Linked DNA regions of Mus musculus: regions 1, 2, 3 and 4 are each linked to region 5. Evidence: chromatin contacts called from public promoter capture Hi-C data. All regions are on one chromosome and are shown on one strand. The core of a region is the stretch at or near the end of the contact, and the rest is flanking DNA. Distances in the headings are between cores, read along the strand shown.

Region 1 (5,152 bases), core at 2,534-5,033, 390 kb after region 5:
TGGGTTCAAACTCAGAATTCCTCTGCCCTTCAGTTTACTGAGGGTTGTAATCTCAGGCAAACTTACATCACCATGCCCATCTTATCTGCATATTTGGCAAGGACAAAATTCTGAATGTGTGCCTCTGAAGAATCATTGCGCAAAGAAGCAAAACTCAGACTAACTGCCTTTGTCCTGATGGTAAAATAAATCGGATTTTAAATTCTGGTAAATTGATGCAAACAGAATCTGTCACTAATGTGAAGCAGTAGCGAAAATAAATTTGGATGAATCCCTAAAATTTCCTTTCAAGGAGATCCCAGTAGGCTGAGGACATAGCTCATTAGTATAGCACTTAGGCGTGGGTTCTGTCCCCAGCACCATAAAGCAGGTGTTGGGAGCATGAAATTATTCTCCTGGAGGAGGGGCAAAGGTCATATCATCCCAGGGAGGGCACCCTAAGTAAGGTTGTGTGTTGCAGTGGGTAAGGCCAGAAAGGACTGAGGTAACCACTGAACAGGAGAGGGGTTTGGTCTGCGCTCCATTCCTAAGCCCCATACAGCAGTGAAGCGTCTACCCCAAGGCTGGGGTACCCACTGGGACAGAGAACTCCACATATAATGTGGTGCACCATGATAATAGACATCACGGAGGTCCCTGGCTCCACTCTACCTGCCAGACACTCACTGGAGGTAGCTGAGCCTCTCAGGCACCCATGTGGCAGACGGCAGGTGCACTCGCTCCCGATCATCCTGCATCTGCAGCCGGATGGGTCGTCTGAGTCCCCAGGCAATGTTGAGGAGTCCTTCGATGATCAGAGTCCCTTCTTCCTGTGGGAGAAACACAGGTCAGTCATTTCAAAAATCCAGAAGCTTCCCTAAAGATGTCTGTCCTTCCTCTTTGTGACCTGCTCGGGAACACGATGCTCAGCCCCCCAACCCTCCCAGGGAAGAGCGAGCTGTGTGTGCATGCTTCAGTGCACGAGGGCAGGGACCAGCAGGAGGACACATGAGGTGTTCCTTCCGCTGCTAAGTCCAGGCCCGGCCAAAGGCAGGGCGGAGGCCAGCATGGAGCTGCTGAGTCAGGTGTCCCCTAGGACACCGCAAGTGTCTGGCAGGCACGTCTACACTGCCGGGAGGAAGCACGAGCGGGGGGAGGCATGCCTGGACACTTGTACTGGGCTAGGCTCCTTGACTCAAAGGGCACTGGGACAGAGAATCCCATAGCCACCAGGCTCTACTGGACATCCTACTGTCTGTGTTCCCTGCCTTGTTTTTCTCTCCACACATCCATCAGTGGCAATGCCAACTGCCTTTTTTTTCCCCTAATGGTGGATGCTGGTTTGCCTAACACTTCTGGGACATTTCCATGGTCTATCATGAGTATTTCATGCTATTTTCATACTGAACCTTCAGCCTTCTCCGACTTCCTTAGGTCTCCAAATGAAAGGACTGCTACTCAACCCACAGTATTCCACCCCACAGGCACCCTCCTGACTCTGGCTCAAACTTCTTCGGTCCTTGGTTCTTTGTCTCTGACGTATTTCCAGCCTCTCTCTCTTCATGGGACTCTCTAGGCTCCCTGTACTCTATGATTACTCCATGAGCAACTGTACTGTCCGGGACCTACCTGAAACCTCTGGCACCACTGAGAGACTCCAGCCTCACTCTCTCATGGCTCTCACCCTATATTTTATTTATTTACATATACGTCTTGGGCCAAGAACATTTAATATAAGAGTCCCACATGTACCCCTATTCTCCCCGTACCTCTTTTCTCTTCTCTTCTCTTTGGGTATTTATTCAGTGATGTTCTACATCCAGTTACCGCTTAAACCGTAACTAATCTCTTTTCATATCTATTTGCCACACAGTTCCCATCTTGGATGGTGGCATGGATAGGCCTACTAACCATGATTCATGATGGCTAACACGCACACTGAAGATGTTTGAGAACACAACGGATGATGGTGATGACGTGGGGTCTAATTAAGAGTTCAGCCAAGCTTCCTAATCCATGGAACAGGAAGCTAAGCAAAGCCTGCGATTAGGTCTCTGCTATGGAGTGATGCTAAGGCATGGTGGTGAAGGGTGTGCTAAGTGAGGTCTGAAGACTCACATACTTAATGGCTACTTAAACGTACAGCACAGGGGATTGCAGTGGGCCTGGTGCTGCCCCGTGGATCTCTAAGATTCATTCATCTGGAAGAACTGGGGTCCCTACTTCTCTTTCTTCCCTACCACTCTTGATAGCCATCTTCCTTCTTTCTGCCTCTATGCATTTGAGTTATTTTGGATTCCACACTACACTTAAGTGAAATCATGCCCCACCCACTGCCCCATGGAGTCTCCTCTCTCTTCATTGTCCTGGAAAGCCCCCGTGAAAACAGGGATGTCATGAGAACCTTCACGTGGGGATGGCCTCACCCCCACTCACAGTGTGGATCTCATGGTCGGCTAACAGTCATGCCTAGTTTCAAACACCTCACTGACCACAGAGAGAAGAGTCTAAGGCTATCAAAACCACACACAGCTTCCTGATACGGCCTCACAGTGTTTGCCTAAACAGTCAGGCAAAAGGCTGGAGTCCTGTGGAATCATTCAGGTGTAAGTTGGGAATTGTCACCTGACTTAAGCATTGTTCAGTATCTCCAATGTCCCCATGCCTTTACCCATGACTCTAATGCTACACTTGGAATGCATAGACACAAGACCAGCAGCTCACCATGCTGCAGGAGGCTAGTGTCTGTCCAGCCCTCATGTATCAGACCTGAACGTACTGTTCCCTCTGTAACTCCTCTTCCTCCCGCTTCTGAGGGTAGGTGAGCAGAGGCGCTGAGGCCTGAGAAACGCAAAGCCGGTTCCTTCCCAGGGCTGTCCATCTTGCCTTCAGCTGCCACTGTGTTGGTATCACCCTTGGAGTCCCCTGGTTTCTCACAGCTGCTGTCATTTGCCCGAGCATGGCATCTGGCAGAAGCCACACTACAGCTCCTTACTCAAACCTATAGTGCCTTGCCCTTGCTTTGGTATCATCTGGCCCACCTGACCTGGACCACCCCCTCTTCTGCTGCTCCACAGCCCTTCGGCGCTCTATTTTGCAGCCATCCTGAGTGCTGAGTCACTGCGCCTGCCCACTGATGACTCCATAATCCTTCTCACTGGGAAACAGGCATCATACGTGGTGATTTGTCCACAGTATTTGCTATGCCATTAGCAGTCACTGGCACATGCCTGGCCAACAACGGGCAAGCAAATTTCTCCTTGAAAGTATCTGAGATGTTATGAGAGAAGTCAGACAGACTGTCAAGCTGCCCCGGCACTTGTGTAAGGTGATGTCCCTCACCCTGCAAGCCTCATGTGTTATCATGATCATAAGTGTAGGCCTGGAACTCAGCAAAACTTAGCACAAGGCTGGCGTGTCACAGGATCACAGGTCCTGGGGTAATCCATAGTAGAAAATACTGTGCTATACCAGACAGGGGTGGAAGCCCATGGGGGTCCTATGGAGGTCCCAGGTTCCAGCAGTCCCCAGGTCCCAGGAACCCCCAGGCTGGCTTTGCTCTCTACCCATAGTAAAGCTGTCTAAGTCAGGTGAGGTGGCTGCCCCACACCTCACCCTACAGTGTAAATATTTCCCAACCTCCTGCAGGCACATACACAAATTCCAGGCTGGCAGCTGGGCCAAGCCCCACCCTCTGTGCTTTCCCCTGAGAACCTTCCAAAGTGCTGTTATTTTGAGCTTTTCCTGACAATGATTGATGACCGGAGGAACCGTGTAAAAGCAGCAGTGTGTGTTGGGTTTGCCAGACCGCACAGGGGAAGAAACCACAGCACATCGTCCTGACTGTCCTCTTCCCAGGGACCAAGAGCTAGAGACCCGGCTGTGACTGCCCGCCTCTGGGGCTTCCTTTAGAGGAGACAGTCTTTACCCATCTAGACTCCTGCCACCCTGACTGCTGACTTACAGGTAAGAAGAGCAGCCACCCTTTGGCTTGACACTTTTAAAACACGGGGCTAGTTTATCTCTGAGAGCATCTCTCATCCCGAGCTTTCACGGCCTGACTACTGGATAGAGAGCAGGGGGGTGGGTACCACCGACCACTATGATAATAAGGTGTTTATACAAGGCCTTTGTGTTTACAGGAGAGCTGTGATGTCAAAGCTATGTCTCCGTGAATTTCCCCATATATCCCTGCCAGTGGGATGTTTATAACCCTATTTTTCAGACAAGTAATTAGAGGTTTAGAGAGGTGACATTGCCAGTCTCTAAGTCATTAAGTGGCAGAGACGAGTTTAAAACCTAGGTGTTCTCTGACCCCACATTAATACCCCCCCCCCCGTTTTCTTACCTGTTCGTTCTTCATTTTAAAATTTTTAATTAATTTATTTTATTTTATATGCATGGATATTTTGCCTACACTAATGTATGTGTGCTACACACATGCCAGTCAGACCCCTGGAACTTGATTTATAGATGGCTAGAGCCACTATGTGTGTGCTAAGAACTGAACTCAGGCTCTCTGCAAGAATAAGTACCCTTACCACTGAGCCCCGACTATCTGGCTATTCTTAAACAACACTAATGATGAAGCCTTAGTGAGCTGGGTACTTTGGTGGTAGCTGGAAGGATGAGTGCGGGTGGGGGCAGGGGGGTGAGCCTTGGTCTCAGATCTGCAGGTTTCTTATTGTTTTCTGGGTACCCGAGCCCCGTGTAGCATCTCCGATGAGGGAGAGGAAGTAGGAGGGTGTCAGGGTGGCATGGCGGGCTCGCCACTGGTTTCCTCTTGGCTAACAGGTTGCTTTTGCTTTATTAGCAGCTATGAGGTCCCGGCTTCTGCTGCCCGTGCCCCATTTGCCAACGATTCGGGAAATGTCAGAAGAGCTGTCACATGGGGCAGCTGGGCAGGAACCCCCAGCGTCCCCCAGCCTGGATGACTACGTCAGGTGTATCTGTCAGCTGGCACAGCCCACCTCAGTGCTGGACAAGGTCACAGCCCAGAGCCGTCCCAACAGACCCTCCCGGCCAGCCTGGACTCGAGAGAAGAGGCGCCAGGCCGAGTCTCCAGGAGACAGCTCTCTTTGCGTCAGCAGCCTGCAGCCCACACTGCCCTCTCCCGGCACTGACAACCCTCTGGACTGGCTCTTTGGGAAGTCACAGGGAGAGCAGGCAGATG
Region 2 (4,803 bases), core at 515-3,014, 370 kb before region 5:
TGATCCACCTCACATGGGTGCTGAGAATGTGATATGGGTCCTCTCTTAGCCACAGAACCGTCCCTCCAGACCCCAGGCATGTTACTGTACTGACTGTACTGACTATGGACCAAAAGCAAGAGAATGGAGCCTTTAATCAGTTTGTGCCATCATCTGTTTTAAAATGTGTTAAAGTTTGTGTGTGTGAGCACCTATGATCGAAGGTCCCAGAATAACTTTTGGCATTGTTTCTCCCGTTGTTGGTTCTGAAGGTTGGACTTAGGTTGTCACACTTGTGCAGCAAAGTACTTTTACCTTTCAGCCATCTTGCCAGCTCCTGTGCCATCTTCTTTTAACATGACATTTAGCTATTCCAGGCTCATCCCCTTGACGAATTATTGACTAGCAATCTGACCTAGCAGTGTGGTTGACACCTATCTATAATCTCAGCACTTTGAGGATGGGGCAAGAGGATTTCAAGTTTAAAGGTAGCCTAGGATACATCACAGTACTTTTTCTTAAAACAAAAAACAAAACAAACCCCACTAACAACAAAGACAATTGCCCAAACCAAGCACCCCACTTACTAATCTGCCATTTTGCTCAGCAGTCAGTCTACTGGAAACGCTGTGCCATGTCAGTGAATACACTTACCAGGATTTTCAAACAGGAAGACAATTGTAGGCTCACATCTGTGTGTGAGAAGGGACAAGAGATTCCTTGTATATGTTGCTCAATTCCCCTTAGGTAGTAATGTGCAAGACTGTAATGCAGTTGTTCCTTTGCTCCACCGTGCAGTCTGGAGTACCTTCCTGCTGCAAGCCCCCATGCCCTCCCTGCTGTGTACCCAGCTTTGTTTGTAATGAATGCAGCTCTTCTATCAATGACAGTCCATAGCTTACTCCACCGGCACCTACATTTATATTACTTACAGCCTTTTTGTTTTTCTTTGTGTGTTTTGGAAACAGGGTCTCAGTATTGGTCCAGGCTGCCCTGGAACTCTGTGTGAACCAGGCTGGTCTCAATCCCACAGCAGTCTCCTCTGTCTTTGCCTCAGAGTGCTGGGATTAAAAGTGTGAGTCACCAGGCCTGGCTGCCCATAGCTTTTTACTCTTGCAAATAGTGGATATCTTCCTTGTGTATGTCCTGACATAGTACAAATTCCAAGAACTGAAATTGCTGGGCCAGAGGCCTTGTCCATAGAAAGATGTTCATATGTTCTAGACTGCCTTTCCTCTAGAATGCTGTTGGTCTGCCTGCCTACATACACCTGGCCTGCAGACTCTGTCTTCTTCTTCCTTGGAGCCATGGAAGCCCTTGCTACTTGTTGCTGCAGGGCTTTTCTGCAGTAGTGTCCACATCAGCTCCTGCTCCTTACTGAGTATTCAAGCAATGGCAGTGAAGTCTGATGGGAATGAACAGTGGGAAAAAAGAGTGTGAGAGATGGGACGTGTGGTGGCAGCTGAGGACAGCCTGCCTGTGTGACTCTCCGTGCTGTCCTTATCTGCTCCGCAGTAGCATCCTAAACCCAAGCACCACATCTGCTAGGAGCCCACTCTTCCTCATCTTGCCAAACAGGCTTTGCTTATTAAAAGGTTTTCTCCCTAGACTGCCATCCTAACCTCAAAAATAAATGCAGTTGCTGCTCCTTGATTCTAGCCAACCAAGAGGAGCCAGAGGGTCTGCTGGGGCTCCTTCTGCCAGAGCCCCAAGAGTCAGTAGCCAAAGTCTCTGTTGGTTGCAGCAGCCTTCCTGCTGATGCAGCAGGCCAGAGCTGCCAAGCATTGGGAAAGGCGATCTGGAGACAAAGGCTGTTTATCTGTCGCCTTGCCTCTAGTCTTCTTGTGGTTTGGGCCTCCAGACCAGGCAAAAAGCCCCATTTTTGCTCTTGGGATTTTTGGTTTCCTTTCGAAATTTGTATCATCTTGTGCAAGAACTGGTGTGTCCGAGCTGCCAAGTAGAGCAGTAAACCTGAGTTGTGCTCCATGATGTCATGCTTGGAATACAGCAGCCAGATAAGGGTGTGCTCAGAGGGGACTGGTTCATTAGTATGCTTTTCAAATCCTCATTCAGGTTGTACCTCTCTGCTGTACGATCAGCTGATCTTGTGCAACGTTTTAATGTTCCCTTGTCATGGAGGAGGTTGGTTGTCACAGGAAGTTCTGTAGTTTGGAGCCCTGGTTTTGGATTCTGGTTCTGTAACCTGATCCAGCTGCATCCTGAACACCGTATCTTCCTCTTTGAGGCCTCATTTCTTTTCTGTGCAATAGGATCATTGGGTTTTGTTTTGGTTTTGTTTTGCCATGTTGCTCACATTAGTCTTGAACTCCAGGGCTGAAGTGATCCCCCCCCCCCCCCCCCCCGAGCAGCCAAGATTCCAGGCTTTGCCACTGTGAAATGGGGTTAATTACACCCGTTTTCAGGTTTTGCCTGCCCAGATTCCTGTTATTATTCCTCCTTATTACAGACAGTCGTGAAATATCAAAAGCCACAAAACAGAGCTAAAGTGGACCAGAGGAGTCTAGAGAAGAGAGCTCATTGTGAGGGCAGAGTAGGTGGGATTTGGGAAGGCGTAAGGAGATGAGGACGCCTGTGTCCAGGAAGATGGGTCCTTTGCCCTTTTCAGAGTGCCACTTCAACCCACAGAAGCCTAGCCTGGCAGAGTCTCAGCTGCTCCTAGTCTCGTGGCCCACTGCCTCCCTACAGTAAGAGGGGAAGTGTATGGTGTGTTACCGCAGGAAAACAAGCCCCTGGGAATAACTGTGCCTTGCTGTCAGAGGTAGATCAGCTTGAAAGGAAAAAGGTTTCTTTTAATTCTGAAGGGGGGCAAAAGAACCAGAAATGTCAAAGATAAAGGCCCCAAATGGAGAAGACAGCACTTCCGGTTTCACATTTGAGAACCATTAGTACAGGGGTACTGGCTGATTGATCTTTACTGCCCAGGAATCCGGCAGGGAGACAAGGGTCCCTGAAGCGTATTGACTGGCCTCAAATCTAGACAGGGCCTTTATTGCTACAGATGCCAGGCCCAGCTCAGCTCTAGCCTGATGTGTATGCATGTGTTCTCTCTCTCTCTCTCTCTCTCTCTCTCTCTCTCTCTCTCTCTCTCTCTCACACACACACACACACACACACACACACACACACACACGACAAGAAGGAACACAGGACCAAGAACATCAGGTCACCTGTTGCTTTAACCTCAGGTTCTTAGTTTGATAGGTCTGTGTCCTCCGACAAGTGAGGTCTGCTCCAGGAGTCTCCCTCTCCTGGGGTGTTCTCAAAGGTAATCACACTTCCTTACACAGGACTCTTTGGACAACTGCAACAGTCTTTATACTCTTAAAAAAGAAGTCACTAGGGAATGCTTGTAGATATTCTCAGCCAGGCATCTTGATCTTTAGCACTAGAGACTGGTCCTCAGAGTTTTCTGGGCTGTCTGGAGCAAACTCCATATCCGTGCTCCTTTCAGACATAGCCTTTGAGAAGAGGCCATCCCAGATCTCTCCCTTCTGGTCAGTGAACTTGTTCCTCTGGCCTGGTGGAGGAACTGCTGGGAGTGACTAGAGCCCCGCTGCTGCCACAGGCTGAGCAGGGCTTCACCCCAGAGACCCACATGGAGTACAGCACAAGGTTTATCTACACAGAGGCCAAGGACAGCTGAGACTCCTTCTCTTGGGGCATGAGGAGAGCTTCCAGGAGGGGCCTGTTAAGAGAGCTTTAAAAAGCCAAGTAGGCATTTTCCATGAGGGGTGGGAGGGTGGGCAGGGTAAATCCTTCCCAGAGAAGATGATATATTAGGGTTATGTAGACCTAGGAAAGAGGAAGGCAAATGACAGCCAAAAGTGTGTGCAGAGAGCTCAGCAGGAGGGGTAGCAGAAAAGAAGGTACCCAGGTGGCCAGGGCGAGGCTGCAAAGATGCTGATTGATGGCAGAAGCTTGAGGTAGGTGTTTCTGGTGATGTCACTGTGAACATCTGGTTGTAATCTGACTCGTTGACTACTCTGAACTATTCTCTTTCTCCCTGAAACCCTGCAGTCCGCTCCAATGTACCAGTACCTCGATAGGAAGATGTTCAAAGAAGCATATCAGATCGCTTGCTTGGGAGTGACAGACGCTGATTGGCGTGAACTGGCCATGGAAGCTCTAGAAGGACTAGAGTTTGAGACGGCAAGGAAGGTATGCACTTAGTAGTGTGAGCCAGAATTTGGTCCTTGAAAGGGTCCCTTGAGGCAGAAGGTGCCAGTAACACCAAAGGGGCAGAAAGTGACTCTAATGGGCTCTGAAGTCTCCTCAGTCTCCCCTTTCACAGTGGTGGTAACTACCCTCCCGGGGTTGTTTTTCTGGAGGGTTCTGGCAGACAAGGACCTGTTCTCAGGAAGCTGGGAAGATCTAAGCAGATAATGCCAGTAAAACATCTGGTTGATTCTGGCTGCCAGTCTTGGTAGTAATCATTTATGTAAAGAACCTAGATAAAGCCTGCTCATGGCAGCCATTTATTAATGAGGTAGCTCAGGCTGGCTTAAGCGCCAGCCATTTATCACACCACCATTGTTCTTAGCACTGGCTTAGTGCAGAGGAGATGGTCAGGCTCTCTGATTCCCACAGCAGTGTGGCAGTGTCCCCATACCCTCTTGACATGATTCACAGTGCTACTTTTAGTTTAGCCAAAAAAAGCTAAGGAAATGGTCAAAAATATTTAACCTTTCCTAGACTTATGAGTGCCCATCTGATAGATCAAGGGAGAAGAGTGAATGGCTTCCAGCCTCTCCTGTCCTCTTTCCCTGCTTTCTCTCCCATAGCCAAGTGGAGAGTCTCCTCTTG
Region 3 (4,693 bases), core at 965-3,464, 430 kb before region 5:
GACTGAACCTCTGAACCTGTAAGCCAGCCCCAATTAAATGTTGCCCTTATAAGAGATGCCTTGGCCATAGTGTTTGTTCTCAGCAGTAAAACCCTAAGACAGCTGGCTTTTTGGTGCTCAAGGAGTTAACCCATTACTGCTGTGGCCTAAAGCTCTTGGCCCCTGTTCTCTCCCAGGATGTCACACCCACCTTGTCCTCTTTTCTACATTGCTTCTTCTGCTCAGTCACATTTCCTTTCTCCTTCCCTGACCCCTGGGTTCCATTCACCTAGTTGCTGTGTGCTCTAAAGGGCATGGTATTCCTTGAGGTTTCTCTTCCAGCCTTACCCATCCTGAGTTTCATAGTAAGGGTGTGATAATTTGAATAAGAATGGCTCCCTTAAGCTCATTTGTTTGAATACTTTTAGTCACCAGGAAATAGAACTGTTTGAAAAGATGAGAAGGTGGAGAAGAGGAGGAGGGGGAGGGAGAGGAAGAGGAAGAGGAAGAGGAAGAGGAGGGGAGAGCTAGTTGTAGGAAATGTGTCACAAGGGGTGGGCGTTGAGTCTTGTTTTTCTTGAGATAGGGTTTCTTTGTATGGCCCTAGCTGTCCTAGAACTACCTCTGTAGACTAGGCTGGCCTTGAACTCAGAGATCTTCTTGCTTCTGTCTTTTGAGTGCTGGGATTAAAGGCTAACAACCAGTGCCTAGTGGCTTTGAGGTTTTAAAAGCCCCCATCAGGTGTTCTCTCTCTCAGCTTGTGTATCAGGGTATGGATCTCAGCTACTTTTCCATACCTGTCTGCTACCATACTCCCTGCCATGATGATAATGAACTAAGCCTCTGGAACTATAAGCAAGACCCCCAATTAAATGTTTTCTTTCATAAGAGTTGCCTTGAAGCCTTGTCTCTCTTCTCGGCAAAGAACAGTGATTAGCCTATCAGGTGTTATCCCAGCCACCCTCTTGCAGACAGGTGGCCTGCTTACCACCCACTCACTTTTCACACCACTTCTTTCTAGTGCTCTTCAGGACTATGACCAAGCAGTGACAGGCTGAGGCTACCATCCTGTCATTAGAAGAGATGGTGGAGTTGGAAGAGAAAGCGCTGAATTTCCACTCCTGCATGCACAGGTACACTTTCTGATGTCACTGGCTGACTTTGCTTCTGTTTGTACATTCCCAGAACGTCACTGTGGGCCTCGAATGCTGGATAAGACCCCATTTACTGACCCTTGTGTGTCTCCCAGGAGCACCTGCCTTAGAGCCCTCACTTCGCCTCAGAAAACACACTTGTTCTCCTTCCCTGACTCACACCTCAGCTGCTGCCTTCCTTTCTGGCCGTCATCCTGGGCTCATCCTGTTGTCCTGGTCACTCCTCTAAGTGTCAACACTCTACACCAGGCAGCTTCTCCCACTCACCTCCGTGCTGAGCACCCCCATCCCAGCACAACCATGCCATCTTAGTTGTTCTGAAAACATCTCACTTCTATAGTTTACAGGGTCTTAGGTGTCCACGACTAAGATTAAACGTGTCCCCTGGTTCCAGTCTCATCTAACCAGGTCCTGCAGACACTTTCCATCTCCATGAAGAGCACTGTCACTTACCAGCGTCTGTGATCGTCAAGCCGAAAGTCACACGACTTTTTCTCTCCTCGGCTTTCTGGGCCTCCCATAACCTGGATGATTTCTTTTGCTTCCCACTATGTTTGGCCAGGGTTTCTGCCACATTCTGACTGTGTGCTTTGGAAAGGTGGCTAGAGAGACCAGCATCCCACTGCGAAGCATTAGATGGGTGGGGAGGAGGTTTTCGGAGAGCATGGGTCTTCTGGCATCCAACTCTTCTTGTTTGTTTGTACCCTCCACCTCTCAAATTGCAAACCTTTGCCAAGCACTTGTTTGGGGGCAGACAGCTGACTGTCTCCTCTCCAGGTCTCTTTTTCAATATAGAACGCATTGTTGCCCAACTGAGAAAAATGCAGGTTCCCAGGCGCAAGAGCCTGGCTTTGATTCCAAGTCACGTGACTCAGCCGGGTTCTCTAGCTAGGTCCGGTCCGGGCATAGGAATCCAGGCCGTTTGTGACCTTCTGGAACTCCCTATCCCACAATGGAGACGGCACAATGAGGCTTCTAGCCTATCCTGGAGCTCTCCAACAGCTCTGCCGCCCGGAGCCGGAGGATTCCTGTAGATGGCGTTATGAAGTACGCCCCCAGTTTAGCCGTTTGGTGGAAATAAGCTTCAGGTTTTGCAAAAGGCTGCTCAACCTGCTGAGAGTAAGCCTCTGTTGTCATGACTATAGATGCCCTACACCGATTGGCTGAGCGCTTCCACTTGCAAGAAGGAGGCGGGAGAACCTTTCTTCCCTTCCACCTCCCAAACCCGGAAGTCAGGAGCTTCGGCGATTTGCTTAGCTCTGGCTGGTGCCTCCTTTGGGAAATCATACATATGTCCCAGTCTTCCCATGGCCCCCTATTCTGAAGAAAAAAAAAAATGTCCTATTTTCTTGTAAGCTGCAGGTCCTTCACAGATCTTATCTTCAGGCTTCACTTTTCTCATTTAAAAAAAGTATCATAACTCTACCCTGGGTTCTGAGAATCCTAGTCAGTCAAGGTCAAATAAAAGACAGGTATTTGGTGCTATGACTGGGTGTTATGGTCTGGAATCAACAGTTTTGGTGGCAACCACTTGTATCCCAGCGCGGGAAGATAGACGTTAAGTTTGAGGCCAGCTTGTGTTACATAAGTCCCAGGCCAGCCAGAGCCACTCAATGAGAGCCTATCTTTAATCAAAGCCAGAAACAGGTTAGAACCAGTCCTAATAATAAACCTTTGAAATCTCCACTAATAGGTGAACTATGGGGTGTGCATGGAAAGATACATGACCCACACTACATGGAGGAGTCTAGTAAACGGAAGAATCCAGACTCAGGCTCAGGCCTTACACCTGTTTCTTCGAGACAGGGTTTCTCTGTATAGCCCTGGCTGTCCTGGAACTCACTTTGTAGACCAGGCTGGACTCGAACTCAGAAATCCATCTGCCTCTGCCTCCCAAGTGCTGGGATTAAAGGCATGTGCCACCACGCCAGGCTCAGAAATGTCTTTGAGTTAGCTAGTGTTAGTGGCTGTAAATGTGTTAAACACAAAACAAAACCATTTAATTAAACACTTACAAAAATGTGGTCTGGCCAGGTATGGTAGTACACAGGAGGAGCTCTGTGAATTGGTGGCCAGTCTGGTCTACATAGAAAAATCCTGTCTCCAAAAAAAAAAAAAAAAAAGAAAAAAAGAAAAAGTTTTGTACTGCTGGGCACTGAGCTCTAAGCCTTGGGCATGCCAGGAAAACTCAACTGCTGAACTACCCACCTGATTCTAACATTTTAAACTGTAGGTCACAAAATAAAGATCAACATTTGAACAAGTTCTCTGTGCTGGGGACCATCTTCACTAGATTTAGCATCCTCCTGACTCCCCACAACCCGAGGCACTCGCTTCTACTGGCCCTTCTGAGCCACAGCCTCTGAACACTTACAAAACCATGACAAGGCACCATGGTTTCACTGAGATGCGAGGGAAGGCACGGAGGTCAGGCAACCTTATCTCCTGAAAAGAAAGAGTCGCCCTGGAACCCCAGCAATTGGCCAGACAGAGCTCCCCTTCAAGGCGACCAGGGAGAGGGGGGTTAAGTGGCCCTGCCCTGCAGCCTTATCTCATCTCATAGCTGACATTTGGGAAATTTGCTTTGCCACCTAACCTTGGCCATGGCCCAGGCATCCAAAGATTTCTCTGGACTCTGACCTGCTTGTGTCTGGATCTCCATCCTCACTTTGTCTTCTCTGCCATACTGTTAGCACTGTTCTCTTCCTGGGAGGTCTCTACAGAGCCTTCTCATCCTTTTCCCTCCCCAGCACAGAGCTCTGCACTTATGTGTGTTCCTGTGATGTTTGTGAAAATATTAAGGGTTATTGTGAAGTGGGAGGTATGGCCAGCTTTCCTGCCACATCACATCTCTTTACACTTATGTGAACTTATTTCACATGCATGTATACACACGACCTGTGTGCCCAGAGGAGGGCAACAGATCCCCTCCATAGACATGCTAGGAACTGAACCTGACTACTCTGTGACCAATGATCTCTCCACCTCCAGCATCCCTCTCACAGCTGCCACCTGTTCACCAGAGGAAAAATCAATTAGCCTGCAACAGAGCACATCTGCCTATACCCACTCGCTATCCTACGACAAATAGCTTCCTGACAGCTGGTTTACTTTGCCTTCATTCGATTTAATTTTCAAACCAAACCTTAGAATGACAATTGATCGTCGGAACTAGAACCATGATGGTATACCACCTGCCATGGAAATGGCACCAAACATTGGGAGAGAGAAGGTTTCACAAAGGATCAGGGTTAAAGGGTGAGTTGCAATGGAGCCATAAGCCACACTCGCACAGGGATATTAAGGGCAAATCTAAAATTCCTCAGAGCCAATGCAAGTGGTCAAGAACACAATGCCAAAGGGACCTTACTTTTTAATAAAAATATTTTATTAACTACCTAATACAAAGTGATAGGTTTCATAAGTATATTAGGATCTTAAGAATTCCATATACTCGAGCGGGGCCAGAGCAGGGCCAGAAGCAAGCAGAGGTCCTGAGTTCAATTCCCAACAATCACATTATGGCTCATAACCATCTGTACAGTTACAGTGTACTCATA
Region 4 (4,639 bases), core at 799-3,298, 460 kb before region 5:
CTCTACCTCAGCCCCAAAAGACCTGAGCTGCTCTGCAAATCCACCCGTCAGAGCAGAGCCAAGCACAGCTTAGGTCCCAGGTTAGACACAGGCCCCTGCAGTCTCATGACACTATAGCAGTGTTCCACACAGGACCATAAAGGACACTGAACACCCACTGTAAAAAGACCTTCTTCTCCAGTCTCAGGCTTCAACCAAGGGAACACGTCCTCTTTCCTCATAAGCATGCCCACTGCAGTGGCCTCAGTCTCACAGGAGGCAGGCACACTCCCAGCCAGGGGCCCAACTCACTTGTTGCACATCAGCAGCACCTCCAGCTCCTTGACATTGTGGACCAGGAACTTGCGGAAGCCGCTGGGCAGCATGTGCTTGGTTTTCTTGTTGCTCCCATAACCGATGTTGGGCATCAGGATCTGGCCCTTGAACCTTCTCCGCACCCTGTTGTCAATGCCTCTGGGTTTCCGCCAGTTTCGCTGAAGACACACAGGCAAGTTAGTCTCTGTGCAAACTGGCAGCTCTTGTATGTGTGTGCAGGAAGGGGACAGAATTCAAGGGGGTCATGTCATAAAACACACACCAAAGGCCGAGGTGTAGCTCAGTTAGCAGTGTCTGCCTGGCATGCACAGGGCCCTGGGCTCCATCCCTAGCACTTGCACTGGAATTTCAACATCATCTTCCATTGCAATTAAGTAGGGAGGAGGGATCAGTTAACTGCTGAACTGCTGGGTGTGCATGCCCATCCAGCCAACAGGTGATCTGCAGGCCCAGAGAGAGGTCTTAGCAGTTGAGAGCACTGGCTGCTCTTCCAGAGGTTCAATTCCATGCATGCATGTGCCTGGTGTGCAGACAAAACCCCAAAGATCTTTAAAATACAGGGTCAGGGTGCAGAGATGACTTAAAAGTGCCTGCTGTCAGACAAACTAAATCTGACCTGGACCCACAAGACAGGAAGGAGAGAATCAACTCCTTAAAGTGATTCTCCCTGCCCTTCAAACGCATAAATATAAAACAAAGTGTCATCTTTAAAATGAACTTTTTAAAATGCAGAGACAAGCGATAACGAGAAATGTGTGCTCAGGTCTTAACCCCCACCCCAGAACCACATACCTTAATTTTCACATATCGGTCTGACTGGTGCCTGATGAACTTCTTGGTCCTCTTTTTGACGATCTTGGGCTTCACCAGAGGCCGGAGGGCAGCCATGATGCCTTTTGACAAAAGTCAGACCCAAGTTAGTAAAGAAACTGGGAGGTGGGGCTGCGTCTCAGGCCTTCAGTGAGTAATGTTGCAGAGTGTCTTCCAATCACCAGCTACCGAGCAAACTGGGAATGGAATGGGTACCTCTGCTAGGCTTGCTCTCCCTCTTGCTTCCGAAGCTGGAAGAATACTAGCTACTCTCCAGACGCGATCCCAAGAGGTCAGTGGTTCATCTCACCCACTCCGAACCTCAAAGAACCGCAACCGATCTTACAGAACCCCAGCCAGGTCTCTCTGGTGGCGAAGGAGCGGCAAATCCCGCTCCACTAAGCTTCGTTATGTTTGAAGTGTTGCGCCCTTAAATACGCAAAGCCACCATGCACTCCTAACACGCCACCAGTCCGTCTGTCCCTCCCGGTCGTCTCAGAGCACCAACCAAAGGGTGCCTTCTCTGCTCCCCGCGCAGACAACCTGCTCCGCCGGGCTTGCGCTTCAGAAAGCATTTCTGCTCACTGGCGAGCGGCGGCAGCTCCCTGACTTAAGATTTCGGATTCGCCGCAGAAAAAGGCTGCTAACAAGCTAAGCAGAAAGCGGCGGGTGCCGTCCGAAACTCTCGGGCCGCATGGCAGCAAGCCCGCCCTGGCCGATGCCGGCCCCCGGGCAGACTCCGGAGCAGCGCCAGTGGCCAGGCCCGCGCGCGCTCGCCACTACCACGCTGGTGCGGAGGCCGCCGCCGAGGCCTCCCCACCCGGAGACGGGGTCCCGTCGAAGCCGCGGGCGGCGGATGGCCGCCGATACAGACTCACCGTAAAACAGATGGCAGCCACCTCGTAGGCAGCGCCGAGGAAGAAGGAAGAGGCGGCGGCGGCGCGCAAGGTATGATGGGACGGAGTCTTAGGTCCTGGCAGAGAAAAGGGAAGCACTTCCGGCTCTGGGTCCTCTAAAGAAAACTAAGATGTGCCTGAGAAATGATACTGAAAAAAACCCTAGTGGACTAGTGTTCTGTAGTAGACATTAACATCTTAGAGTGAACTAAAATTTATTTTTCTCTTGGGACTACTTAAGAAATTTGGGTTTTTTGTTTTTTTTTGAGCTAAGACCTGCTAGGTGGGCATTTATTTCCGCCCTAAGTGGAAGCCCAATAGCTTTTTAAATTGTTGGTTCCCGAGGGTGCCTCCTTGAGGCTGGGAGGTAGCAAAACAGAGACTCTTCGAAGATCCTTAGGCGGTTGGTTGAGCAAATGTCCTAAAACTTCCTAATATACAGATGTGCAAACCCCTGCTTATGAAGTGCTACTGAGCCTCCTCGCGACTTCTGTATGTTTAAATCTTCTCTACTTATGGTATGTACCTAATGTATTAATAAGTGATGGGTTAGCCGGGCGGTGGTGGCTCATGCCTTTAATCCCCGCACTTGGGAGGCAGAGGCAGGCGGGTTTCTGAGTTCGAGGCCAGCCTGAGCTACAGAGAGGGTTCCAGGACAGCCAGAGCTACACAGAGAAACCCTGTTTCGGAAAAAAAAAAGTGATAGGTTGATAATATTGCTAAGAAAATAGTCTATTGGCTGGGTGTGGTGGTGCACATTTTTTAATAACAGCACTTGGGAAGCAGAGGTAGGTCGAGTTTAGTCTATTTTGCTTATCTTTTGTTTTACAGATCATTGTGAAAACTCTATAATCTTAGGAGGAAATAAAACCAAACCTGAGCTGGGGAGGTGGCTTGGTGGAGCACTGTTGCTCTTTCAGAGGACTGGCATTTAGTTCCCAGGAACCAAGCGTTGCTTCACAACCTTGTTAACACCAGCCCTAGGGGATCAGATGCCCTTTTCTGTAGGCGCTACATGCATGTGGTACATACTCATACATGCAGGCAAAACACTCAATCACATAGAATAAATCTCATTTTTTAAAGATTTATGTATATGAGCACACTGTAGCTGTCTTCAGACACACCAGAAGAGGGCATCAGATCCCATTACAGATGGTTGTGAGTCACCATGTGGTTAGGAATTGAACCCAGGACCTCTGGAAGAGCAATCAGTGTTCTTAACTGCTGAGCCATCTCTCCAGGCCCCACCCCAGTCCCACCCTTTGTTTTGTTTTGTTTTGTTTTAAGACAGGGTTTCTCTGTGTAAGCCTGACTGTGGTCGAATTCACTCTGTAGACCAGGCTGGCTGGAGATCTTCCTGTCTCTGCCTCCCAAGTGCTGAGATGTAAGGTGTCACCACTGCCCAGCAGACTAAATTAAAAAATTTTCAAACTTTGTACAAACTCAGACAGAAGAGATGCCACTGGTGATCTTGACAGTGGCTCCAGGAGGTGGGGACAAATGCTGAATTGGGTATGCTGCCCCAACCCTTGTGCTTGCTGTAAAGGGGAGTAGAGACCCAGGTAAGTAGAGTGTCTTGTCTGGAGTGGCTGGGTCACAAACAGCAGGGCAGGACTGTTGCTCTCCTGTGTCTGTGTCTTGCCCTCCCTTCCCAAATGCTGCTTGGCCTACAGGCTATGTAAAGGCCAATGGAACATGGAAGTGTGTGGCTAATGGCACCTTACAGAGTACATTACATAAAGAGAAAGGTGAGTGAGTGAATTATACAGAAGGCCCATGAACTAGAGAGTATGGCTCTGATTTCTGAAGATTCACAGGGGTTGGGGGCCTCAGTCCTCCCCAGCTGAGGACATGCTACTTCATTTAACAGAGGACTCTCTTGCTGTCTGTTGTGTCCCTGTAGGCATTAATATCCCAGGATGAGAGGTGGGAGGTGTCCTGGGGAATCTGTCTCTTACATACTCACACTTCAAGTTTTCCAGCCCGTAAGCAGGAAATCACACGAGCAAGGCTAGTTTAGTGAAGGTTAGTTCAGCTCTAACCTAGTTTATTTCAAAACGGCAGAGGTCATGACAGATAGGAAAGCAGCATGTGTGTGTGGACACATCCACACCCCACTGTGGCATCAGGGGACACATCCCCGGACCTTCCCTGGGAATGTTTTGTTTTTTTTTTTCCGTATAGCTCGTTGATATCTCATGACTGCAGCTGGGGGCTTCTGGCTGCACTGTCTTCTGGTCCAGCATCCTGCAATCCACTCTAGTTGATGGAGTACACCTTGTTTGCATCATAATAGGCATGGGTCATATAAGAAAAGTCTTTCATGGGCCAGTAGTTCTTAGAGTGGTAAATGGCAGGGTAAGCAGGGGGCTTGTGTTCCACACAGCTGAAGATCGCCAGGCTCTGGTCCTTGGCCACAGTAGGCAGGTAGAGCCTCAGCTTGTCCAGAAGGTGACCGGGCCAGAAGTGATTGGGATGGGTGTCTGAGGGGCTTAACCTCTGCAACTTCAGCTTCCTGGAAAAGGAAAAGGCATAGGGAAGGTTGCTGTGGCAGAGGGACCAGGCCCAGGGCTCCTTCTCAGCAGAGAACATAAGCCGTGACCACTCTGTCCAGT
Region 5 (4,596 bases), core at 1,215-3,714:
GATCTCTAGTTTGATATAGATAATGCCATGGTCTTTCATTATGTCTTTACGTACACAGGATGAATTTGATGCAGTAGAACCCTGCTGATAAAATTACGTGGTAAGCAGCAGAGCATAGCTAAGCTGAGTCTGAAGCACTAATATGAGTGGAACCAGACTCCATTCTTACCACTGAGATGTGCGCTCTGAGCGCATCCTATATTGGATTTCTGTTTGTACATTCTTACTCTTCTTAAAATCCAGAGTGAAAAGAAGGCAGAAAGAGAGAAAGAGCAGTTCCAGGTGGTGAGGCCCTCGCTGAGGTGGAGAACCGCTCCACCCTCCTGTTTCTGACTTCAAGTGCAGACACACTTCTGTAGCTAGAAACTTATGTTCAGAAAGAACCCGATGTTCGTTCATATGTCCTTACAAAAGTTGGGTGCCACCAACTGAGCCAGGCCCAGAATCTAAGAGGTTTGACTTCGATGTTGGTGGTCTTAGTGTGTTATTAGAATTGGGCTTTACAGTTTGTGTGCATGTGTCTCAAGTTCCCATTTTCTTGTTTGCCTGTCTTAACATCTTTCTTTTTTTCTTTTTAAAGATGACATTTTCTCCTCTGGCCTCCAGGCTAAAGCATCCAAACCCAAAAGCCAATCTGCAGAGGCAGCATCTGAACAAAGATCTGAGCACAAAGTGGCCAGCATTTTTGATGACCCCCTGAATGCCTTCGGAAGCCAGTAGAGCATGCGCAGCATGCGGGGCCTTCACAGTTCACCCTCCCATTCTGTTTTTCACGTAGTGACGTGCTCTCCTAACGCTGTCTTCACGGGCTTACAAGCAGATACTCACTCACTTCCTTTACCCAATGTAGCTGATATTTTTCTGCATTGATTTTAATTATGCTTAAAATTACAAATAAAAAATAAACGCTTCACAGAGGTTTGTTCTTACTTAATAAGAGTGCATGGAAGCTCATGCTAACAGGAGACACTGCTTTGTGGCTTCATGTGTGGGCAGGGAGTGCAGATCGAGCAGTGGTCAGGCACCAGACCTGAAGGGTTTGCTCTGTCGGTGGGTCTGGGTGCTGTGATGGTCTAGCACGTGAAAGGTTATGCATTTATGGGTTCTAAGCCCATGAGAAGAGCTTTCTACTGAATTCCCAAAAAGTGGGTCTGCAATCTTGTAAGGGGAACTGTGGTCCTCTGTTGTCTTAATAATGTGCAGAAAGTTTTATTGGAACACAGCCTCCATCATGGCTACATTATCTGGCTACCCCAGTCAGAATTCAGAAGTGACAGGAAATGGGATTTTTTATCTGTAGGCAAAAATTTGCCTCTCATAGCTTTTGTTTCCTCCTTTGTAAATGGTTTCAGTACTAAAATTGCAAGATTGTTGTTGAGAATAGACCTTTTTGTCTGCCCTTTAAAATGGTAGGTTATGACTGGTGATGTATGGTTTGATGAGGTTATGAAATGTTAAGCTAAAAAAATAAAATTTAAGCGCATCCACTGGATGCTAGAGCACGTGAGTGCTGTGAGTGATCACGATGTCCTGCGCAGGCACTGTCCTCCTAGGCTCTGTTCATGTTACCATCATGGCTCTGGCCTCAATAGAGTTGGAAGTTATCAGCCCAGTCATGGGCTGAGTTTAAGAGCAAGAGGCTGACAAAAGGCCTCACCATACCATCTACCTCAGTCCCGAGGAGTTGAAACTGTGGAGACTAGTGGCTCAGGTCTCGGAGGATAATGAGAGGGTGGGAGAAGACTGATCAGGGCCAGGGTTCTTTTGCAAGTTGACTATGAGGGAGCGCTTTCATGGTCCTCTGCAGTCCTCCTGGTAAAACACTTGAGTTGAACCTCCTATGAAGGAACCGAAGCAGCAGGGGCCCAACCTAGTTGGAAGGCATGTGTAGTCAGAAAGCCAGTCAGTTTATATCCCACTTCAGCTCGGTGCACAGCAAAAGTAGGACGGGATCTGAGCTCAGGTTGAGACTGTTTGACCTATAATCTTCAAATAGTTGCTCAAATGCAAAAGGCATATAGAAATGTTCCCATTTTACAGATGACACAACTGAGTCAGAAATGTTAGGAGAACGTGGAGTACAAGAAAAGGGTGACTAGCATGGACATCCTTTTAAGTGTCCTAGGCCATGAGTAAATAACAAATGCCAAAGACCCTCCTATCCCCAAAGAACCTTAGAAGTGCCCCAGCCACTCTGGTGCCGGCTCTTCCCAGACGCTGTGCCCCGTCTCCAGTCTCCTACCCTGCCCTAGACGGGTCCTGCAACCAGTTATAAAGAGTCAACATACGGGCCAGTTCTAACCGACAACCCTTCCTGAAAGCCCGTGCGACCCCGGCGTCCGAGCAACCGCCAGCCGCGGAAGACTAGGCCCCGCCCCTCGCGAGCTGATTGGAGGGCGTCGGCAGCGCTGATCGGCGATTGGTGAGCGGTGTCACAAAGGGCGGGACCGGAGCTTCGCGGGCCAGCGTAGGCCGGCGTCTCGGGCGCGCGAACTCCTATCCGCCTGCGGGCAGGCGAGCGAGCGAGCGGGCGGACGCGACCACCGGAGGGCGAGCGGGTGAGGGGCGCGGCGGGGCGGGGCGCGGCGCGGCCCGGAGGGAGGGCGGGTGGTGGAAGGGCCTGCTGCGTCTTCGCTGCCCCGGTGCGCCCGCCTCAGCTGCAGCCTGGTCACACCCGTGCTTCTCTGCCTACGGACTCACGGACAAATTGGTCGTACCCGTGGCTCGGGGTGCTGCTGACCCGACTTTGGGTCTGAGTGTGGTCCCTGCTGGTTGTGGCCCCAGGGCAGCACCCCCGCACTTGTGCATCGCTCCTAGGCCAGAGTGTGGTTCTAATCTGTAGCTCGATTTTCACACATCTGTAAAAGGACAAGAGTCACCTTTTTAAAAGGCTGCAACATATTGTGGGTATATTTATGTTGGGGGGAAAAATTAAAAACTAACTCGTCGTGTGACTAAGTTCCTGTGGACGAGAAGGAAGCAAAGGCCAAGGTACTGAAATTACCCCTTGAGTGCAGTTATTGCCGCTTTTGTTGGTTGGTTTTAGACATTTCAAAAGATGAAAGAAATGTTGGAAATTCACTTTGATTTTTCTCTAACAGTTTTCAAGATAAATTAGCAATTTAATCATCGTTTTATTTACTTATATTATTAAACATCACTATACGTTTTTATTGTCAATTGGTTTTCCAGTGCTCATTCATGCATACCACGGGCCACTTTGAGGATGCTTGCAGGCCTCAATGGACCCAGTTTTAGTACGCTAGGTCATTGGCCCACTTGAGCTTCCACTAGGCCATGTAATATTCTGCTGTGGTTTAGCCGGCCAGCACAACCTTTTGTCTTGTTACATTAATTTCCTTTGCTGAGAAGTATGACACAGCCGGGCGTGGTGGCGCACACCTTTAATCCCAGCACTCGGGAGGCAGAGGCAGGCGGATTTCTGAGTTCGAGGCCAGCCTGGTCTACAAAGTGAGTTCCAGGACAGCCAGGGCTGGACAGCCAGGGCTATACAGAGAAACCCTGTCTCGAAAAAAACAAAAACAAAAACCCAACCAACCAACCAAACAAAAAAGTATGCAACACAATTGCTTTCAGATATGGTCACCACCCTCGGTTCTTTTTGTGTATTGGAAATTATGCCACTAACTGGGACCAAACTTCATTTGGGAGTTCTTGTACCACTGATGATGCACCTACTGCTGTGCTGATTTTCTTCTACTTATAGGCACGTTAGTCTCATTTCAGATCTGTGCATTGAAGGATTACATGTTGCCTATGCGTATTTCACTATAATGCTGTTTTTTTTTTCTTTTTCTTCTTATAATGCTGTTGTTTTGTTTTGTTTTTGTGAAATTGCAGATTGAGCCCAGGGCCTAATATGTGCTAGGAAATACCCTATCACCTGGCTTCACATTTACCATGAGTGATGTAAGAGTGAGTAGTGAAATACAAACAGTACCACTGTTGCGTAGTGTACTCTTGCAGCTCTGACCCACAGTACTGGGAGCACAGTCCTTGTGTTGCTGCTGTTGTTTGTTTCTCATTAGTTCATATGTTGTGCAACTCCACTCAGAACAACTGTGCTCTTAGCAACAATGTTTCTTCCTGTGATGCCGTTTTTTTTTTTTTAAAGGAGCGTTAGCTATCTGCATAATTCAAGCTTCCTAAGAATGTTTTATATTAGAACTATGAAAACTCCCCTCTACAGTAGAAGTATCTGTGTATACGTGTTCATCATGATTTATAAGAATTCTGGCGTAGTGAATCAGAATGTGACTCCAGAGGAAACCAGTATCCCTCCACAGTATAATCACTGTGCCATTTCTATGACTATATAGTTGACTGTTAATTTTCTCTAATCTAAGGATTAGTGGAGAAAGGGAGTTGTTTTGAATTGAATTTCATTGAACAACCTTTAATGCACGCTAATGTGTGCAGACGGCTGAAGTGAGTGATAGAGACATTGTCCCTCCCTTACAACGCTTGTAGTTTACCAGCACGGGTGACAGACACAGAAACAGTCCAGTTTTGATGGGTATCATGGGTGGAAAAGATAGTAAGCATGAAAGATGTTGTGGGATCCTTGGTATTGGA

The links. Promoter capture Hi-C pulls out the DNA fragments that hold promoters and counts their contacts. Capture Hi-C pulls out chosen DNA fragments and counts their contacts.
Region 1: a contact with region 5 is called in a promoter capture Hi-C map of liver, with 3 times the contacts expected there. The contact joins the promoter of Depp1 here to the promoter of Zfand4 in region 5. A contact is called at or near these places in 4 of 39 promoter capture datasets (the 3T3-L1 cell line, liver and stem cell-derived epiblast-like cells), 2 of 484 Hi-C or Micro-C datasets (both in liver), 4 of 115 datasets of contacts at active chromatin or transcription factors (T-cell acute lymphoblastic leukemia, embryonic stem cells, pancreatic cancer cells and 1 more) and 3 of 9 other capture datasets (embryonic stem cells, liver and macrophages).
Region 2: a promoter capture Hi-C map of pre-B cells shows a contact between it and region 5, with 3 times the contacts expected there. The contact joins the enhancer-like site here to the promoter of Zfand4 in region 5. A contact is called at or near these places in 9 of 39 promoter capture datasets (the C10 cell line, the HPC-7 cell line, HPC-7-derived erythroid cells and 3 more), 1 of 15 datasets of contacts at CTCF or cohesin (large pre-B cells), 7 of 484 Hi-C or Micro-C datasets (B cells, ECoMG myeloid progenitors, embryonic stem cells and 1 more), 6 of 115 datasets of contacts at active chromatin or transcription factors (the NIH/3T3 cell line, bone marrow-derived macrophages, embryonic stem cells and 2 more) and 4 of 9 other capture datasets (adipose tissue, embryonic stem cells, liver and 1 more).
Region 3: a promoter capture Hi-C map of liver shows a contact between it and region 5. The contact joins the promoter of Efcab12 here to the promoter of Zfand4 in region 5. A contact is called at or near these places in 7 of 39 promoter capture datasets (the 3T3-L1 cell line, the C10 cell line, the HPC-7 cell line and 2 more), 2 of 115 datasets of contacts at active chromatin or transcription factors (large pre-B cells and pro-B cells) and 2 of 9 other capture datasets (adipose tissue and liver).
Region 4: a promoter capture Hi-C map of liver shows a contact between it and region 5, with 2.5 times the contacts expected there. The contact joins the promoter of Rpl32 here to the promoter of Zfand4 in region 5. A contact is called at or near these places in 5 of 39 promoter capture datasets (the 3T3-L1 cell line, the C10 cell line, pre-B cells and 1 more), 5 of 115 datasets of contacts at active chromatin or transcription factors (cardiomyocytes, effector CD8 T cells, embryonic stem cells and 2 more) and 3 of 9 other capture datasets (adipose tissue, liver and pancreatic islet).

Annotation. Positions count from the first base shown.
Region 1 is chr6:116,646,901-116,652,052 of GRCm38.p6, forward strand. It overlaps Depp1 (DEPP1 autophagy regulator), which reads left to right and starts at 3,784. Exons shown (of 2, transcript NM_145980.2): 1 at 3,784-3,945; 2 at 4,793-5,152. The coding sequence starts at 4,798. Rassf4 (Ras association (RalGDS/AF-6) domain family member 4) reads right to left here. Exons shown (of 11, transcript NM_178045.4): 4 at 667-809.
Region 2 is chr6:115,895,462-115,900,264 of GRCm38.p6, forward strand. It overlaps Ift122 (intraflagellar transport 122), which reads left to right. Exons shown (of 29, transcript NM_001167763.1): 15 at 4,018-4,158. Among named protein-coding and RNA genes, the nearest start is that of Rho, 34 kb to the right of the region's middle. Within about 2 kb of position 1,765, at least 85 of the 459 cell types and tissues checked have an H3K27ac peak or open chromatin away from gene starts, as enhancers often do. A contact at or near this core is called in the NIH/3T3 cell line, adipose tissue, granulocyte-monocyte progenitors and 2 more, where this site is marked.
Region 3 is chr6:115,836,198-115,840,890 of GRCm38.p6, forward strand. Efcab12 (EF-hand calcium binding domain 12) reads right to left here and starts at 2,215. Exons shown (of 9, transcript NM_001110506.1): 1 at 1,587-2,215. The coding sequence starts at 1,935. It overlaps Mbd4 (methyl-CpG binding domain protein 4), which reads right to left. Exons shown (of 8, transcript NM_010774.2): 8 at 4,500-4,693.
Region 4 is chr6:115,806,695-115,811,333 of GRCm38.p6, forward strand. It overlaps Rpl32 (ribosomal protein L32), which reads right to left and starts at 2,049. Exons shown (of 4, transcript NM_172086.2): 1 at 2,004-2,049; 2 at 1,108-1,208; 3 at 292-473. The coding sequence starts at 1,203. Snora7a (small nucleolar RNA, H/ACA box 7A) reads right to left here and starts at 1,409; the gene lies at 1,281-1,409. It overlaps Efcab12 (EF-hand calcium binding domain 12), which reads right to left. Exons shown (of 9, transcript NM_001110506.1): 9 at 4,035-4,539. The coding sequence ends at 4,284.
Region 5 is chr6:116,261,755-116,266,350 of GRCm38.p6, forward strand. Zfand4 (zinc finger, AN1-type domain 4) reads left to right here and starts at 2,465. Exons shown (of 10, transcript NM_001309446.1): 1 at 2,465-2,558. Washc2 (WASH complex subunit 2`) reads left to right here. Exons shown (of 31, transcript NM_026585.3): 31 at 581-917. The coding sequence ends at 720.